2 separate regions of the Cricetulus griseus genome follow, and region 1 is linked to region 2. Evidence: chromatin contacts called from public Hi-C data. All regions are on one chromosome and are shown on one strand. The core of a region is the stretch at or near the end of the contact, and the rest is flanking DNA. Distances in the headings are between cores, read along the strand shown. Region 1 holds the start of Fosl2 (fos-related antigen 2). Region 2 has its middle 54 kb from the start of Fosl2.

What was found. A called contact is a pair of places that touch in the nucleus more often than the background predicts.
Region 1: a Hi-C map of the CHO-K1 cell line shows a contact between it and region 2, with 5 times the contacts expected there. The contact joins the promoter of Fosl2 here to the enhancer-like site in region 2. A contact is called at or near these places in 5 of 8 Hi-C or Micro-C datasets (the CHK-Q cell line, the CHL-YN cell line, the CHO-K1 cell line and 1 more).

What each region holds. Positions count from the first base shown.
Region 1 is chr7:12,336,558-12,341,133 of CriGri-PICRH-1.0, forward strand. Fosl2 (fos-related antigen 2) reads right to left here and starts at 2,239. Exons shown (of 4, transcript XM_027424424.2): 1 at 1,287-2,239. The coding sequence starts at 1,388.
Region 2 is chr7:12,282,525-12,286,528 of CriGri-PICRH-1.0, forward strand. No RefSeq gene overlaps it. Among named protein-coding and RNA genes, the nearest start is that of Fosl2, 54 kb to the right of the region's middle. Within about 2 kb of position 2,542, at least 2 of the 6 cell types and tissues checked have open chromatin away from gene starts, as enhancers often do. A contact at or near this core is called in the CHO-K1 cell line and fibroblasts, where this site is marked.

The sequences.
Region 1 (4,576 bases), core at 989-3,488, 54 kb after region 2:
CATTGACTGCACCCTCTGTGAAGACCAGGCTCTCTACAGTAGGTGCTTAGCAGGTATGTAGGGATTAGAGAGAAGACACAGAAAAGCCATTTGGAGGGACTCACTCGACATGGGGCATTACTTTGAGAGAGGTGCTCCTCTTTTTCGGATTACAAAGAAAGACATGTTTTTACTATATTTCCCAGCTCAGTCCATCTTTCCCTGGAAGCGCCCCCCCCCCATCGGGTTGACTGCTGGAGGCCAAAGCCAAGGCCATAGCCATGGCCTTATGGAGTAACTCACGCTGCTGCAGCCAACTTGGCTAGGAACTCCAGAGGGCTTCGGGCGGCAGAGGACCATGTAAGCTCATGCAGTTCCCTCATGAGACAGTGTGTGTGCTACACAAGTCAGGTACCCCACCAGCACCACCACTTCACCAGTACCCGTTTGGTATCCTACAGACACACGGAGTGCGGGCAGAATCCCTCCAATGGAAACCAGTCTGCCTGCTTTAGAAACAAGTTGTTTTTCTACTTCTAAAACCACTACTCAGGAGCCCAAGTGATGTCTCGTTCTCCCTCTTCTTTCTGCCAGCTTCTTTGCCCCAGGTATCCCCAAGCCCCCCAAGGTTCTGCTCTCCGGGACAGTACAGGTTCCTGCCCAACCCTCACCGGAAGCTGGGAGGGGGGTGAGCACAAGAGGTGTCAAGAGCCAATCAAAGCCAGCTTCTTCCTTCCTGACCTTCGCACCTGATTCCCAGAGGCAACCCTAGCCCTCCCTCCGGATCACTTGAAGGAGCCCAACCGTATTTCTGAGTCCCCAACCCATTTCAGAAAGCTGCTAAGACCGAAGGAAAACAGAAAAAGGAAAGGCTAAAAGGCCTTCGTTGTATGGTCTTTGACGATTGGGAGGGGACTTAGGAGGCGCAAAGATTTCCTTGTCTATCCACCACCGAGAAAGGGGAAGGTGGAAAAGGAGGGGAGAGCGTTCGGAAGGAGGCAACAGGCTTCCAAGAGGGGACCAACAATTCCAGAAGCTTTTCTGGAATAAAGTGAGAGAAGCCGGAGAGGGGGGTTGTTATTGGCTCTTTAAGCCCACTCTCCGCTTGTTTAAAAAAAAAAAAAAAGTGGTGGGGTGGGTGGGGCGGAACAGAACAAAACCCCACAACTTATCAACGGTGGCCCCTAAGTATTTTTCTAGCCCAGCCAAGGAAGGGTAAAGACGGAGGTTGGGGATGGAGGCAGTGAGAGCGAGGAGAGGGCAAGGAGTCAGCCGGTGCCGCCAGGTGCACCCGGGCCCGCACGTACCTGCTGGCCGCCGCCACCGCTGGAGTAGGACTCGGCGTGCGCAGGAGAGCCGCTGCTGCCCCGGGACGAGGTGTCAAAGTTCCCGGGATAATCCTGGTACATGATCCGCGGTGGGGGCCGGAGAGGAAACAGGGTGGTTTTCTTCCCCGCCCTCGCCGCGGCCGCGCAGTCTGCTGCGCGCTCGCTGGTCCACCGGCCCCGCCGCGGGCTGGGCTCTTGGCTCCGGGGCTGTCCCCCAACCGAGGCAGACAGGGAGGCGGCGACACTCGGGAAGTGATCCCCCGATCGCCGCGCACCGCACTTCGTTTCTGCTCTGCAAGCTCCGCGGAACCGGCTGTCCACCGGGTCCCTCCCTCTAAAAAGTCGGCGCGTCCCTCGGTCCCTCCCCTGCGCGCGCCCTTCCGCCCCCGCGCGCAGCCGGAGCTCCGCCGGGACCCACGGGCTGGATCAAAAATGGGCAACGCAAAAAAGACTAGGAGCCCAGCGGGTGTTGCTTGGCAGCTCTGGGGGACTCCCTCCCCAATCTCACAGGGCGCCAAAAAGGCGAAAAAGAAAAGCTGCCGGTTGGGAGAAACTTCTGTTTCCTCCTTTTAGAAAAGGAGCCCGAGAATAAACTTCCTGTGGCCAACTCGCCGCCTGAGTTTCCCGGCGACTCGGACACTTGACTTAGGACAAGGCAGTGAGCGCCTGTCCAGCTGCCCGGATCGCGCCGGCGGGACAGTGCCCGTGGGGTTCCAGGCTGAGCAGTGCTAAGAGGGACGTGGCTCCGCGTCGCAGTGACCTGCACCCGGTGTCCGCTCCAGGACGAGCTGGCCTCGAGCGTCTTGCCTCGCTTCGCCCTCCCTCTCTCTCTTTCTCCCCCTTTCTCGCTCTCTCTCTCTCTCTCTCTCTCTCTCTCTCTCAGTCCCTGCCGAGCGCAGCTCGCTGTCTCGCTTCAAGCCCCTGCGTTCTGCCCGAGATGAGTCACTACAATGGCACGAGTTCAACTCCACACTCTTTATTCTCCAGCCCCGCACCATGTGGATCGACTCACGTCAACGCTAGACTCCACCTTGCTGGGAGGAGCTCTCGAGGCGGCGGGGGAGGAGGCCCGGGACCAGGAGGAGGAGGAGGAAGAGGCGCGGGAGGGGAGGAGGCGGGCACGGCGCTCCCCTCCCAGCCCTGCTCGCGGTCACGCTGACGCCAGCCGCACACCCCGCGCAAGAAAGGCGGGTGGTGGTGAGGGTGGGAGCGTGCGGCCCTGGCACTTTGGGGGCGCCGAGGCCGCTTGAGTTCTTGCCGAGCTCCTCCACCCCCCGGGGCGCAGCGCCCTTGGTCTGTTCCATTGGCGCACGTTGCCAAAGATGGTCATTTGCGTTAGAGGACGCGAGTGCGGGTTTCCTCGCTTTCGGGTGACGTGGAGGGAGAGGGATTCCCTTGCCCGCTCCCAAGCGCGCACCCACCATCCCCACCCCAAAAGAAAGGGGCGCGGGGCGGGGCCCCGAAAGCGGCCTCGCGGGCTCGGGCCCCGGGTTTTAGAAAACAATCGCAGCCCTGAAGCCGAGACGGGTGGCTCAGTGCGGCGCCACAGCGAGGCCCAGAGCCCGGCGCTCAGAGCCGCTCGCGGGGAGGGCGCGGCCGTGCGCAGTCGTCCGCACCCTCCGCGGCGCCGCCCGGTACAGCAGGCGTCCTGGACGCACCGGGCACCCGCGCCGCCCTGCGGCCGGGTCTTGGCGGGGTGCGGCACGGCGCCGCCAGGCGGGGCTGGCCTGCCCATTTCCCCCTCGGAGCCTGGCTGCCCACTGCTTCCCTTTTGTATGTGTGTGCTCTTGGGTTTTTTGTTTGTTTGTTTGTTTTTGTTTTTTATTTTGACCTTCCAATTAATTTGCTAGAAGTGCTATTGAAGATGAAACTAGCTAGCGAGACATTGCGGGAGTCCCCTGTGCTAGACAATTTGGTCGCATCTAATAGCAGCAACCAGGCCTTAAAAGCAAACCAAGCTGTTCAAACAAACAAACTGGGGGGCCGAGAGATGTACCCCAAGTTGCCTTGAGCTGTTTTGGAGCAAAGTTCAGGGCACGCGTGGCCGGACTCCTGGCTCTTCCCGCCTTGCTGGGCGGGGTGGTGCACAGGGTAAAGAGCGCAGGCCTTGGAGTATGAACGCCTGGCCATGCTATTTACGAGCTGTGAGATCTTGGGCGAGTCTGCAGTCTCAATTTCCTTCTGTATAATGAAAGGTTTGGAGCGGACGACCTTCTGAAGCTCTTGTCTGCTCCGGACTTCCAATCATCCTAAGAGAAGGTACCATGCTAAGTGTTGTACCAGGAGTTGAGGAACTCTTTCTTTTGAGGCTCAGGTAGCACAGGCTGTCCCCGAACTCCGTATATGTCTTAGATAAGCCTCCACCTCCCGAGTGCTGGGATTACAAACCAGTAATTACGCCCAGTTTTTAACCATCCTAGGCAGCACATCTGTATCCTAAAGATCTTTTTGAGGAGTGACTAGGAAGGTGAGTTGTTGGGGGTTCACTGGGGATTTTGAAGCGCTATGCATCTGCTATTTCACATCCCAGTCCCAGTCCTCAGTTTCCTTATCTGTGAAGTGGGGGCGTAACTAAGGAAAGAAAAATAAGAGTCGGGAACTCGAAGCTTTCCCGGGGCTCTATATAAAGCTCTGGCGTTTCCGGGATGGCTGGCGGCATCTGGCCGCCCCAAGGGCCCCAAGATACGGTAATCCCAAACAATACTCGGGGTCATTGTTTACAGTTATAAAACACATTCTGTCCCGAGCTCCATCCCCAAGGACTTGTGCGCATGGTGAGTCGAGGTGGCCAGACTCCTCTCATTTCTGCAGCTGCTCTCCCAGCAGAGCGCAGTTCTGCAGGCCCGCGACTGGGGTGTGGGGCAGGCGTACACGCACCAGCCGTGGGTGCCTGGCTTTTTTTCCCCTTCATCCCTGCGTCCTGGCCTGCCTGGGTGTTTACGCGCCTCTCTCAGCAGGACTGAGTAAATGCAGTCCTTTGACGCAAAACGGATCAGCCCTTCCTCAGCAGCAGCAGCATACCCCAGAAAACTGGGGGTGGGGACGGGGGCAGGGCCCAGGAAAAATCGTGACACTTTCCCACTCGCCTCGCCCTGTGCTGTGCAAGCCCTGGATCGCCCTAGAGAAATCTTGGTAGGGGGGTGAGCAACTGAGGGGTGCGTAGGGGCCTCCCCGAGGAACCGCATGTCACAGCAGCACGAATAGACGCACTTTTGGTTTTCCTTTGAGCCGCACCGGCTGTCCAGCCCTCCCCCAGCCCGCACTCAATA
Region 2 (4,004 bases), core at 1,292-3,791:
GGCCAGCCTCAATTCTTATGCTTGCCATCTGACTCCGTGCTAGACCAGGGGGTCCTCATTCTCAAATGGAAGACAGCCTGCTTCTCAGTGTAGAGACGCCACACTTCCTCTATCCCAATCCTCCACATTTCTAGGGGGGCATTTGGGCCCCCTTCTGGTAGAGCCAGACCCCAGTAGGCCATAGACTCCAGGAGGACCCTTCATCCTCAAGATCACCTTCTTCACACAGGAGGCCACAAACCTTCCCACAGCCCCAGATTAAGGTGGCTTCTGTGGGGTTTCCCCTGGGGCCCTGAGCCGCCACTGTTCTTCCAGAAGAATGAAGCCACCCTACCTGGCTTTGGGTGCCAACATTGCCCATTTCTTGCAGGCACTAAAGTCCCAGACATATTTGTGCTCCTCCTGCTAACATTAATTTGAGACTATTTCAAGGGAAACTCTGTAGTCTGCCCGCATTTGATTCACACCCACTGAGCTCATCAAAACCAGAACAATTTGGTAATAGTTGCTGGGTTTACTGGACGCCCTCTGGGATCTGTGAAAAAAGAAAAAAAAATCTCCGTTCCTCAGAAACAGGAAGTTTCGACAGAAGGAAGGAGATGGTTGCAGAAATCAACATTTGAATTGTCCCTGCCTGTTGAGAGGTTCTGTGTTCTGGTGTTCACTGGCCAGTCACCACACTTCCTTCCTTTGGCAGGTCAGCAAACATGGATTCAGTCCAGCACCTACTGTGCTCAGGGGGAGGCAATGGTCAAATTGCCACAGTTTGAGGCTAGCCTGAGCTACATATAGTGAGTTCCAGGCTAGTCTGAGCTACAGAGTGAGAGTATGTCTCAAAAAACCAACAATACAATAAAAGGCTATTGGTCACATTGGAATGGGGCCTGTGATCTCCTGGTAATTATCTCTTTAAAGGCCTTTTCTCAGCTAGGCATGACATGTGCCTGTAATCTCAGCGCTCAGGTGTTTAGGGCCATCTTCAACTATATATTGAGTTTGAGTCTAACCTGGGCTACATGAGACCAGATTACAAACAAGTAAATAAATAAACCATAAATGCAAAAATAAATGTCTTTTGTCTAAATGTTGTCATATTCAGAGATCCTAGGAGTTAAGATTTCAATAGGTGAATGTGGAGGGCTGGAGGCAGCACCACTGGGTCATGTCTTCCTCTTTGAGCAACATCTGCAGCTAGAGTCCTGGGTGAGGTTATCATAGGACTTTCTACAGAAGGGTGGCAGTGATCATCATGCCACCAGATCTGGGTTCACAGCTGGCCCCTTTATTTCGTATCAAGGTGACAGAGCCCTAGTTCCAGGTCCTGGAAGCCTATGTTTCCACAGAAACACAAGGAAGATGTTGTCTGCATCACAGGGAACAAATGTGACAATCCAGAAAGTTCATCAGTGTAAGGCACAGGGTCAATCCCAAGACATGGTAGATGCTCACAAAACTCAAGTTCTTTTCCTAAGCATGCTTCCCACTGGAGCTTCTTTCTGCAGGAAACTAAGGATGCTCCCTAACAGTTCCCTGGGGAGAAGTGAGCTAGGCAACCTAAGAAACAAAGACACAGACTAAAATACTAGTCACTCCAAAGCTGAATGCTGACTGTGGGCCCTTATGCCTTAAGCCTGGGCCACTAAGACACTTAGGCACCTCACAGAATGTGGGCAGGACTACTAGCCCTCATCTGACTCATGATCCCCTGGCCTGTTATTGTGTCCAAAAGAGTCTTTAAGCTACATATGGTGGTACTGGCCTGTAATCTCAGAACACTGGATTAGAAGCAGCAGAATTAGAAATTCAAGGCCAGCCTTGGATGGTACAAGAGACCCTGTCTCAAAAACCAGAGAAGCAGGGGCTGGGGAGCTCTGTTTCAAAGGCATTCAGGTCTGTCCTGAACTTGAACATGAACATGAACACTCACTCTTGAACTTCAAAGTATGGCAGCAGAAACCGAGTTAGGTCCAAGCTGAGCCCAGCTTGAAATTTGATCCTGGAGGATCAAAAAACAAGTCAAAGTTGACAAGGCCTTCATCTCAGAGGAAATCTTCATAGCCCATGGCAAGGCTGGACTGGGAATCAAGGGTTTTGCATTCTAATCCCAACCCTGATATTTTCCATTGATGGAACACTAGTAAGTCATGCCAGGGGTCGGACGGGGGCACCCATAGGCCAAAGTGGAAGTCATATGCTTGATAAACATGAATTAACATCTTAGTAAGTCCAAAAGGAGTTCCACTGGCTCCTCTTCTGGTTAACACAGACTTCTCTGAATACCGAGGGGTGAAGAGAGAAGTCCTTTAGACTCTGCTGTCCCTAAACTGCCTACATTTGATGACTACACGCCCACTTTACAGCAGATGAAGGGTGCATCTTTTCTTAAGAAGTGGAACATTTCCTGCTTTGGAGGAAGAGAGATGGGGTTCTTCCTGGACCACACTGCCTCTCCAGCATGCCCCCCCCCACCAGTACCACACCTCCCTCCCTGAATTACTCACTCCTGGAAATATGACTGATGACATCGGGATGAGTAAGAGGCTCGTGCGCGTCACAGCTGGGAGGGTGAATGAGTTCAACGCTCCCTAGAGCACAGCCACATAGGTCTATCTGTACCAGGAGTCCAGACAACACAAAAGGCCTGGTGTGTGTGTGTGTGTGTGTGTGTGTGTGTGTGTGTGTGTGTGTGTGTGGCGTGGCACAGGGAGGCTGGCCTTTATTTAGTAATGAATTACAAGTCTGAATCCACTGCTCTTTCCTTTTTCATTCATGTATTTTATGTATGTGAGTGCCCTGTCTTCATGCACACTAAAAGAGGGAATCAGATCCCATTACAGGTGGTTGTGAGCACCCGGTGGTTGCTGAGAATTGAACTCTGAGAATTGGACACCTCTGGAAGAGCAGTCAAGTGCTCTTAACCAACGAGCCATCTCTCTAGGCCCAGCCATTGCTCTCTCTTAATAGACCCAGAGTGATAGTAGCCTTTCTCAGCAACAGGTAACAACTGTAACGCCATCCTAGATGAGTGGGGACAGACGACTGTCTCCTTTAAGGATGGGGCTGACTGTTTCTGACCCAGTTACCCAGCTCCACCCCAGTACAGTGCGGTACAGAAGCAGGTCTGAAATTGCCAGCCCAGCCTCAGCTGCTTTAGAAGGGCTCCAACCCCAGGGATCACCCTTGCAAGGTGTGTGTGTACAATGGGTGTGTGTGTGTTTATGCTTTGAGGGACACCCAAATTCATGGTGTCAGTCAAGCAAATACTTTGTGTCTATTTTCCATTTCCATGTGTCTCATTTTGGAACAGTTAGTGGACATGGGGTCAGAGCAAAGGAATGTATTAATTCAATGCATTTTGAAATGTCTCTTTAACATTCTTAGAGTTACAGTGCGAGTTAAGAATACTAATAGAGGCAAAACAACATGCAAGCTAGACTCTCCTGGCACTTGGTAAATAGGGCTGAAACACCAGTTTCCCCATACCTAACATGGGCGTAGTCAGGACATGGATGGTATGGAAAATAACACCAGGACCGTGAAGCATGAGGCAGCCCCACCTCCGTGTTCTCACCAGACAGTGGCATAAAACACTCCCCAAGCAGCTACTCCCCAAGAAGCTCCAAACAATGTTCTTCACATACCTTGAGGACTGCTTTTCAGGAGCTACAGGATTTCTTCTGAGTTGTTTTATATGAGAATGGAAGGTAATGCTCAAAACCTTTCCAGACAGATGGACTATGAATTTGGAAGAGTATATTATGAGCTGGGCATGGGGGTACCTGTGATCTCAGCACTTGGAAGGCTGAAGGAGGATTATTAGTTTGAATTCAGCCTGATCCACACATTGAGACCCCTCTCTCAAAATTAATTGCTCCCCATTAGCCTCCAGGCCAGAGAAACAGTGTCTCCTAGCTAACATTCTTCAACATCAGGCTTGGCTTGCTAGCAGTTTCCTACAAGGCAGGTTACCTTGAGTAATCTACTCAGTGTGTAAGAGATAACTC